2 separate regions of the Gossypium hirsutum genome follow, and region 2 is linked to region 1. A link is a contact called in public Hi-C data. All regions are on one chromosome and are shown on one strand. Each heading gives the region's core, a stretch centred on a gene start, on an enhancer-like site or on the middle of the called end of the contact. The rest is flanking DNA. Distances are from core to core; before and after follow the strand shown.

Region 1 (5,027 bases), core at 940-3,439:
AAATAAAATTTTGATTTGAATAGTAAAATTAAATGTTTAAAAGATATTGTTTCATGAATTCAAATATTACTATAATTAAATATATTTATTTTAAACCATAATAATTTAATTTAATTTGTACATACAAAAAAATATTTTAATAATTTTCCAACTAAATTCATCATCAATTGATTCTAAAATCAACATAAGGACATAAATAAATACACAATTCTAAACCTTAAATCATATTGCATTTAGGTGCTTAAACCCACAACTTTCAGCTATGGGGTTATCAAATAAAAGCTTTAAAACGTATGAAAAGCAAGTAAGGTGGTAGTAAATTAGATTTGGATGGTGTATACTCCATACACAATATTAGTTTAACACAAGATGTGTTGGTACAAAGCTCTTAAAGGGAAGATGCAGAGATATCATATGGCCTAACATGAATGTCATCAGACAGGCAGAGTCCCAAATTTATTTCATATATTTTTTCAGCAGACTGACAGGCAAAGCATCATGTGCAAGTGCAGAAGATAGAAGGATTGGGTAAGTTCCGTATGGTTTAAATCTTATGTGCGGAAAACACTTTGGATCTTTCCATAAATTTTTGTTTTCTTTTTTGTTCATTAGGATCTTTACATAATTGGAGTGAAGGGTTTAGGGTTCAGAAAGTAGCTAATGTACTATGAAAGTACGTTGTTAAGAATCATGCAAAAGTCACCATCTCAATCTGGGCCGATGATGATTTTTGTCAGTTGGATCCCACTTCATATTACTCCCTCAGCTGCATCTACTTTTACCATTCTTTTCTTGTTTTTGCTTTCACTGAGATCTCTCAATCACCATTTTATTTATTAACCAGTTTCCATTGCTTACAGGAAAAAGGTTTGGGATCCCATCGAGTGGAGCAAACTTTCTTTTTATGTCCATTAAAATGTATTGTAAATTATGGACCTTTGTGTGCTGAACCTAGCCCAAATATACCTCTTATTTGTCGCGCACTTAGCCCTAATACAAACTTGGTTGTTACTTTAGCCATGGGCCAATTTCAATTTATGCAGATGTTGCATCCAACTTCAATCCATTTCATCATTGTTTTTTTATACAATCCCTCTTCAAAACCCTTAAAATGGATGATAGTATGTGTACTCAAATTCACATATTCTTAATTATTGCAATAACAATAGATAAACTAACTAAATTAAGCTCCAATGAACTTAATTATTTATTGAATTTAATTTTTTAAATATATAATGTGAGATAAGAATAATGAAAAATTTTAATTGAACCAATCCTATAACGCATTAGTGATAAAATAAAAATAATATAATAATTATTGATAGGGTAGTAAAAAATTGTACATAATTATCATGAGAAAAAAGTAGGGAGTAGTTGTTTCTTTTAAATGAATTTTTATTTTATTATTATTTTTAAATATTTAAAATTTAAATTTATAAAGGTTTGCTTAGTTGGTCAATTCTTACATTATGATTCGTAATGTTACAGTTTGGAATGTGATTACATTGTTTCAATTCTAACATTATAACCATCTCGTAATCTCATATTCTTAAGTAGTGTCAAGATGTCATAAAATAAGGTGTAATTTCATTACCATCTATTCTATTTTAAATTTTAGACCAATTTACCTTTTTCTAATTATTTTAATTAATTTAATCCCTTTTTTTCTAAATAAAATTTAAGTCTAATTAAAAAAATCTATATTTTTCTTAAGAATGAAATAGTAGAAGATTATTATATATACTTTAATAATTTATTTATTAGTATATTAATTATAATTAATTTTCATAAATTATTATAATTAAATTCATTTCAACATTGTATAAAAAATAAAAATGATAAGGAAGTGTTTTATTTTTGTGGTTGTTGTTGAGATTGTTTAACGTGATAATGTGCATGTTAAGGGTTTTTATTTATTTATTTATTTTTATTGAATGAATTTACTTTTCTGGTCTCATTTATAGTAAAAGAAGAATAAATATATGAAAAATGAGATGATTATTTATGATGTTTTCAATCCTATTGTAATGTATATAAAATTAATCTCATTTAATCTATAACATCAATTAAGATAGGAGGAAGAAATAAAGTGATTACAACAGCAATTTTATCATCATCTCACCAGAACTTGGGCTCAAAGCTGGTTAATGTATAGCATTGAGCCCTATTATGTGGGGCTGACAATTTCCGGACGATCTGCAAGCTGTATATTTAATGATATAATATCTATCAATCTGACAGCGACAACTCTTGGAAACCAATACCACTTTATCCGCATCTTTGCTTGTTTGAAATCGCTTAGAATAGGATTTTTGAAAAAATTAATTGAATCGAATTTTTTAAATAAATTAAATTTTAGCTCAATTATCAAACCCAAAATCATCCCAATTATAGCGTTTCAAAGACATACATTTACTTATCGGAAAATAAAATATTTGAATACTGATATAATCTTTTTATCTTACATTTAACTTCATTGAAATAAACTTCAGAAATGTAAAAGATATAGAATTTTCATTTTTTAAAATTGAGATGATATAATATAAAGATAACCTTAATATTCAATTAGGATTTACAAATCATAATCTTAATGTTTATTTTATGTTTATGTTGTTGTTATTTGTTTGTGCTTATATATTTTTCTATTATGTTTTCACAAATATTTTTCCTTTTTTCTATTTTTTTCCAAATTAAATTTCAATGTTTAATATAAATTATTTGGGTTTTTAACTCAAACCAAATAATGTTGGGTTTAATTACTTTTTTTACTTTTTGACTAAGTTAATTTTGATGTGAAATTAGAAAACTACTCTTTTTATTTATGACTGTTTTTTTTTTAATTTACATGATTTTTAGTTTAATAATTCATTTTAAAATTTTTATATCTCATATGACACGATATGTGACATCATGAGAGGATACTTGAGAGACATATGTGGACGACCTTACACTTACTTTCCAGCCTATAACACTTGGCATATTCTCCACCTAAGTGCTCAGACAATCCTCTATCACCTAGCTAGTCACTGAGTGACCAACCACCTAGGCACCCCATCTTCTTGGTCACCCACTTTTAGTAAATACGCATTCACCCCTAGAGGGGGCCACCAAGGGACAACTAAACTTAACAACTTCATACTATCTCATTCAAGAGAATGTTAGAACAATGCCATGCATGAGGACAATCCACGTGCAATGGCCTTGCCACTTGGCTAACCACACAATTATCATGCCCTGAATTTTTTGGTGGCGTGGCCTCGCTGAGCACAAGACCTCCTTCCCTATGAATACCTTATAGAACGGTGGGGGGGGGGGACCAATCCTTTAATCCTTTTAGCAAGCCTAAGAACTCCTCAACATTCAACCTCCTTTGCCATCCAAGCCTCCTTCTTACCTACCTCCTTTCTCTGGCTCTTTGTCTGCTTAGGTGAACCGACCTTCCTTGCACCACCACCACCTCCTCCTCCTTGTCTCCTCCCTTGTTGACACTTGTATCAACAAAAATGAAAATATTAAATGTATGTATTTTTGAAATATTTATTTTTTAACAAAATTTTTAAATTTTGATATTAGATATACAATTATAAAAAATTTCCAATTATATGATATTATGTATTTTAATTTGTAAGGATTTATGGTTATATATGCGCATTTAGTATATAATTTATAAGTAAAATTAAATTTTACAAATAATTTATATTAATGGTTTAAATTTATTTAATATATATTTTATAATTATAATATTAATTTAGTCTAATATAATTTAAATTATCTTATTTTTTATTTTTCAACATCATGTCTAAAATAGATATTTTAACATTTGGAAACAATATTAAACACTTTAAATTAAGAAAATTCACTTTTTTTCATATCATTTTTTAAAATCAAACTTTTCAAAAATACATTTTAATCACAATAAAAATATTAAATTAGAGTTAATGTTTGATACGCTAATACTGATAAAACTTTAATTCCACAAATAAAATTGAAAATATCTTCACATATCTTGTTTTAATTTATTATTATTATTATTTTACTGCACCTTTCACCTATAAAAACTTCTGTAATACCTTTCTTACTAAACTAACCCTTAAAAAATTATGTGACATCATCATATTCACCTGTAAGTTTATAAAAAAATTATTAGTGATTCCATACATTAATAGTGGAATTTAAAAAACCCTACAAACATTATCAAGAAGCTATTAAGTATGTTTAAATTATATTAAAAAATAGAGTTTTTAATAACCATAAATATCCTCGTCGGTTTTAATAAAAAAAAGTTTTAAATTCAATTATCAATATACTTAATAATAATTTATAAAAATTATTTATATTGTTTTTTAATAATTCAAATATAAACTTTAATGAAAATAACATTTTTTTATAAAAATATTAATACATTATTTAGGGTTTAAACCTGATAATTATTCTCGCATTAAGAATTAAATTATTTTCTTATCCAAATTAATTTTTGAACTAAACAATTATTTTTACATTAAAATTTTAATTTTTTTTTTTTTAAAAAAGTCAGACTAACTTCAAGCAGGAAAAATTCAAACACTAAGTTTAAAAACTAATTTGAAACACTAATACGAAAATAATTGTGAAATTTAACTTTAAAAAAAAAAAGAATTTCCACGTGAAGGGAATTTGTGGACCACAATTTGGATTTGACTGGTTTTACATCCATGTCGGCTGCCACCTCTTTATTAATAGTAAGAGTTCGTCAAGAATAAATGTGGTCGTGGTCCTGACCTAACCTTATCCTGCTCCATTCAATAATATTTCTTCTTCGTATTTTAGGTTTTAAAAAAGTTTCTATTTGTCATACGTATAACTTTTTTTTTAAATACATTATTAAATTTTTACCAGAAAAAAAACAGAACACAAGAGATTTTGAGAAAGTTAAGATTCCTACAATTATTTTTTTTACTTATTTTTCAATATAAACCAAGCATTGTGGACACACACACGCAAAATATCAGCGGTTGAACATAATTAGAATATTTATTTACTATTTAAAT
Region 2 (5,255 bases), core at 1,853-4,352, 55 kb before region 1:
AGCACCCTGCAATTCCATTTTCATAGAAAAATTGCTGCTCATCCACTTCATGTAATATTATTGAAAGCACAAACACACGTTTAACAAATGCTAAAACTCAAAACAAGAAAAAGAGAAAGGGAATCAGCACTTCAACCTTGCTTCCTGATGGAGCATTCTTCTTAGGCCTAAATGTCTTCTGGTTTCTGCATAATGCAAAAAACAAAGGATCAGCCAATCCTTATGAGGAGAAAGGGTTTCAAGTTTCAAGGATTCCGAGTATCGAAATCCTTTGCTTAGTATCAATCATCTAAAGTAGAACCAATAAACAACTTCAATCATGAAGTTGAATGGATTACATGAAGTCATATATATCATCACTATTCGAATGGATTTTTTCTATAATTGTTTCTCGAAAACTCCATGTATGAAATCATATATATCATCACCACAAAAACACATAATGAAAAGAAGAAAAAAAACAGAGATCACCACCATATTGAAAAAGACACAGAAACAAGGTTTGGGTAATTGAATGGGTGCGAACCTGCTACCGAGGCCGAAGAGACTCATGGAAAATGACAAAACGTTGACGTTTTGTTAACGGTGCCAAAACCTCTTTGTGTTTGTATAATAAAAATGCTGGAAACAGAGGATAAAGAAAACAAGAAAGCCGTATATGGTTATATATATAAATGGAGAGAAGAGAAAGGTTTTTGGTAATTAAAATAAGGAAAACATTATTAAATTAGTATATATAGGAAAAAAAGGGAATGAAGATAAATGACAGATTGGCAATTGGCAAAGACAGCGAAACTCTGTCTCAGTTAAAGAACAGAACATATGAGAGAACAGAGCATAGCCAGAGGGAAGAGCAGACACAGTCCCCGTCCCCCTTTGGCCTTTGCTGACCTGGCATTCTATTCCACTTATTTCAACCTTCTTTTTGGTCTAATTCTATACAAAGTCCCTCCCACAATAGAGTTTGAAAATATGAATTTTTTTCATTAATTAATTAGATTGTTTTCATTTTTTAAACATATAATGACAGTGGGATGTACAGTTAAACAACTTTTTGCACATATTTATATTATTATAATTGAATTTTATGGATGAGGGTAGAAGAAAATATATGATTAAATTTAGCAAAAAATGATGGAATTTAGTTGGGAAAATATGAAAGAAATGAATGAGGGTGGGGTCGTTGTAGCTGGATTTTGGATTTGTATTTCAACCTTTGGGGCTGAATTGGGATTTTGATTGGACCAGTTCAATGTCTTAAGCCTGCGATAATAAAATACAAAATTGATTAATGGTCCAAACAAATTTATTATATATTATTCAAATGATCTTCTACCCTTGACCCAAAGTCGTAGTTCTTACTTACTATATTCTCTCATTATTATTGTTAAAAAAAGAAAAGAAATCTGTGGGTATTTGTTTAAAAGAAGGAAGAAATTCGAAAGAGAAGCCATAACTGGGGTAACGATAGGATTGGATGCAGCAATCATTTTGGATTTGTGTTTTTGCTATCTTTGCTCTTGACTCTTTCTGCAACAAACCAATCTACAGCTAAGTCCCAGCTCGGACTACTTACTATTTCTTCCACTACATTCCATGGATTTTATAATAATTTTGTTTCGTTACATCTGAGCAGGTGAGCTTAGGGTAGTCCCAGAATTGTGTACAAAAACCAAGACACAGGTTTGATATCAAATTAGACTCTCCTATTTCACACATAATTTTAACATATATTCAACAGCACAGCCATTGCACATCAAAGTCGTGATTGTACTACCAGGAAGGGATAGTCCGTGTACCCCACAACAGGGTCTTGCGTATAAAATGTCTTCCTAATGTATCGATTTAATGGCGCATTGATCCTCAACCTAAAACCAGGTCTGGATTCGATATAAAAAGACGGCCATACGATACCAGATCGGCATCACCCTCAGCTACTGCTTGCATTCCGAGCTCCCTTGTGAATCCACCACTGCACATGAAAGTTCCCTCGTAACTCCTTTTCAAAGTCCTCATTAAATGAGCTTCCTCATCTTCACTACCGTGCCTGCCTGATTCGGTTTGCCCATAGGCATGATAACGAGGCTGAGTCACATGAAGGTAAGCGAGTTTCGACCCCAATTTCAGCTGAAGCTCATTAAGCCTCTCGATCACGGCTAAGCCTAGGTTGAGCGGATTAGTGTCAGTGGCGTCGAGGTGATCGATTGCGGGTGAAATTCGGACTGCGATTCTATCTGCACGTACAGCTTCGGCTACGGATCCAACGATTTGCATTAAGAATTTACATCGGTTTGCCAGTGATCCACCGTACTCATCTCTGCGATCATTGATCCCGTCTTTTAAAAATTGGTCGATGAGATATCCATGCGCTCCATGAATCTCGATTCCATCAAAACCGGCTCGAATGGCATTCAAAGCTGCCGTGCGGTAGTGTTGGACAAACCTCTGGTATTTCCGAGATTTGTAGAGCTCTAGGTTTAGGATATATGCCATAGCTCCCATCTAGCATCAAAATTCTCCACCTGTTGGAGAGAGGCTTGCTTGTTGACGATATGGGTGCCGCCCCACCAGGTTGATACACTATTTCATTAGTCAAAATAAGCAAATAAAATATTTCAATAAATGGTGAAAAAAAGGGGAAATGCATAGGGTGATGGAAGTTACCAGAATGTGAAGCACGGCCAACGTGCCAGAGTTGGCAAAAAATGATGCTTCCTTTTGCATGAACAGCATCCACAATCTTCTTCCATCCCTCCACCTGTTGGTCATTGTAGATCCCAGGAACATGTGGGAACCTGCTTCAACATTGCACCATTAGGCAATTTAGGATATGCCAGGAATCTGGATAGCTCAATATTATGAAAATCTGATATTATTGGAACAATCATTTTGTAACAGGGAAGGGATAAAAAGACTAACAAGGGTACCATTATATCATATACAAAATGATTATATTTGAAGTGAAGCATTGCATCTCCCAACCCTATTATCTCATATTCAATTTAATTTAATTTAAAAATAAAAACTCTTCCAATATGCAAAACGACACAACATTGGGCAAATCCTATCTGTTTGATGGAAAAGACTAGAAAGTGGTATAATTTATTGGTGGAATAGTCGTATCAGGATTTGGTTAAATTACGAAATTACCCAGCTGCAGTGTCGGACACCAGTGTCCCTTCGGTGATGAGAAAGCCGCCTGGAGTCGACCTCTGCATGTAATATTCAGCGAGCGCCGGCCTTGGGATTCCATTCAACGCCCTGCATCTAGTCATCGGCACCAGCACCCCCCTGCCATCACATACAAACCAAACTCAATAGACCCCCGGAAATCTTTGGTAGAACATGTCTGACAACCAAAGTTCCCTCAAGACAAGGATCTAAGCCCCTCCGAAATCAAGGAATCTGATGCAAAAAAAAAAAAAAACAGACAAACTGAAACACAGATCTGTGAGAAAGGTTGAACTTGCCCATCTTGTAAGGAGAGAAGAGCGTTGGGGTCCCTTGAGATAGAGTTTCCGCCATTGTTACCTTCCTACGAACTTGATCTGATGATGAAAAAACTTATCCGCAGTACACACTCCAGTTGAAAAAGTAAGGAAAACCAACAGTTACTAGAATAATTTACTTAATTATATAAAGAAATTTAGGGTGAGAGAATATAAGCATGTGGCATAAAATTGGACGGTATAGGGCGGGGGTTGCGGGAGTATTTTATAGCTGAAAATTTAATCCTTTGTTTTGATTTGATGAACTGCGTGGGGGGTTTTGATTGGAGATATATGGACGGAGGAGTCGGTGGCTGCTATTTATGGCATGGGTTTCATGTGCTGATTTAAACAGTGGCGACTCTTGATGCAAATATGTTTCCGCCGGCAATCACTGTTGCCGACCTGTTGTTGCTTTGAAAAAACTCTGGCGACAAATAGTTGTAGAATTACTTGTGTTTTTCTTTCTCTCTTGCAAAAGAAGAATGAGTCAAAACTCAAAACGGTGTGTACCATCCTGAATTCAATGCTCAGTTACAATTGTGAGTGTTCCCACTAGTTTGAACCTTGACAAAAAAAGGCCGGGTGAAACAACAATTTTGCACTTCATCAATTCTGTTAAAATCACGATTATACCTAATTAACACTGTAACGACTGGTAGTCAGTGATCTCGATAAGTGCATTTTTAGAATTTTTTTCCCGTAAATTGAAGTCATAAATATTTAATAAATATTTTTAAAGTTCAGTTAAGTGAATTTATTTAAATTAAAAGTAATTAAATATAAGGATTAAATTGTATATAGCGTGAAAGTTAAATTATAGATTAAAAATAAATTAAAGGGTCAAAGTAATAATTATACCTATGTTATAGAAATATGTTAAAATATGTTATTTTAATAATTAAGTAAATGTATATATATAATATTATATAATAATAAATTAAAGTATAATAAAACAAAATTAGTATTAAAAAAAAAGAAAGAAAAAGACATACAAATTAGAAAGAAAGAAAAAGAAAGAAAAAAGAGAAATACGCACAGCGTTAGGGACTTTTAGGGTTTAAAGATCAATTGATTAGTTAATTTAGTCTATTTTCTTATAATTTTTATGTTTTTAGAATTTCGGTATCTAGGGCAACTCGACCCATGTCAAAATTTTAGCAATTATTAAAATTTTAAGTGTTCTTAATGTTGAATAATCTTAGTATTAGGGATTAAATTGATATATTTTTAAGTTAGAAATGGAAAAGAATTAAATTGCAGAACAAATTGTAAATTTTGAGTAATAGGGACTAAATTGTGAAAAATTCAAAATTTATATGTTTAATTGAAAATAGGGAGCTAAATTTAGCTTAAAGTGAAATTAGTATAAAAATATAAAATTAAATATGAAGAATAAAAATTAGTCTCAGTTAAGGGACTAAATTGAAATTTAGGCAAATATTGAGTGAAAATTTAAAATATTCAATATGAAATTGAATTGTGTTATATTGATGAATTTTAATTGTTTTAATTTCATAGCTAACGTCGTACCAGAATCCTCGACTAAAAAAGGGAAGGATAAAATGGACGTCGAATAGCTCAGAATTCACGGTTTGTATTTCTATAATCCGAACTTAGTTGTTAATTGTTATAATTCAATTTAATGCATATGATAAGTGTTAAGGTGAGTAATTGACATTTGATAGTTGATTGAAATAGATTGAATTGGTAGATACATATTGAATGTATTGATTATTGAATTGAAATGAATATGTGTTAATGTGA

The links. Hi-C and Micro-C count contacts between places; a contact is called where the count stands out from the background.
Region 2: a Hi-C map of leaf shows a contact between it and region 1, with 5 times the contacts expected there. The contact joins two enhancer-like sites. A contact is called at or near these places in 11 of 34 Hi-C or Micro-C datasets (callus, hypocotyl, leaf and 1 more).

Annotation. Positions count from the first base shown.
Region 1 is chrA06:20,172,148-20,177,174 of Gossypium_hirsutum_v2.1, reverse strand. No RefSeq gene overlaps it. Among protein-coding and RNA genes, the nearest start is that of LOC107951063, 16 kb to the left of the region's middle. Within about 2 kb of position 2,189, at least 1 of the 9 cell types and tissues checked has an H3K27ac peak or open chromatin away from gene starts, as enhancers often do. A contact at or near this core is called in leaf, where this site is marked.
Region 2 is chrA06:20,227,503-20,232,757 of Gossypium_hirsutum_v2.1, reverse strand. It overlaps the pseudogene LOC107951066 and the pseudogene LOC107951065. Among protein-coding and RNA genes, the nearest start is that of LOC107951064, 14 kb to the right of the region's middle. Within about 2 kb of position 3,102, at least 7 of the 9 cell types and tissues checked have an H3K27ac peak or open chromatin away from gene starts, as enhancers often do. A contact at or near this core is called in leaf, where this site is marked.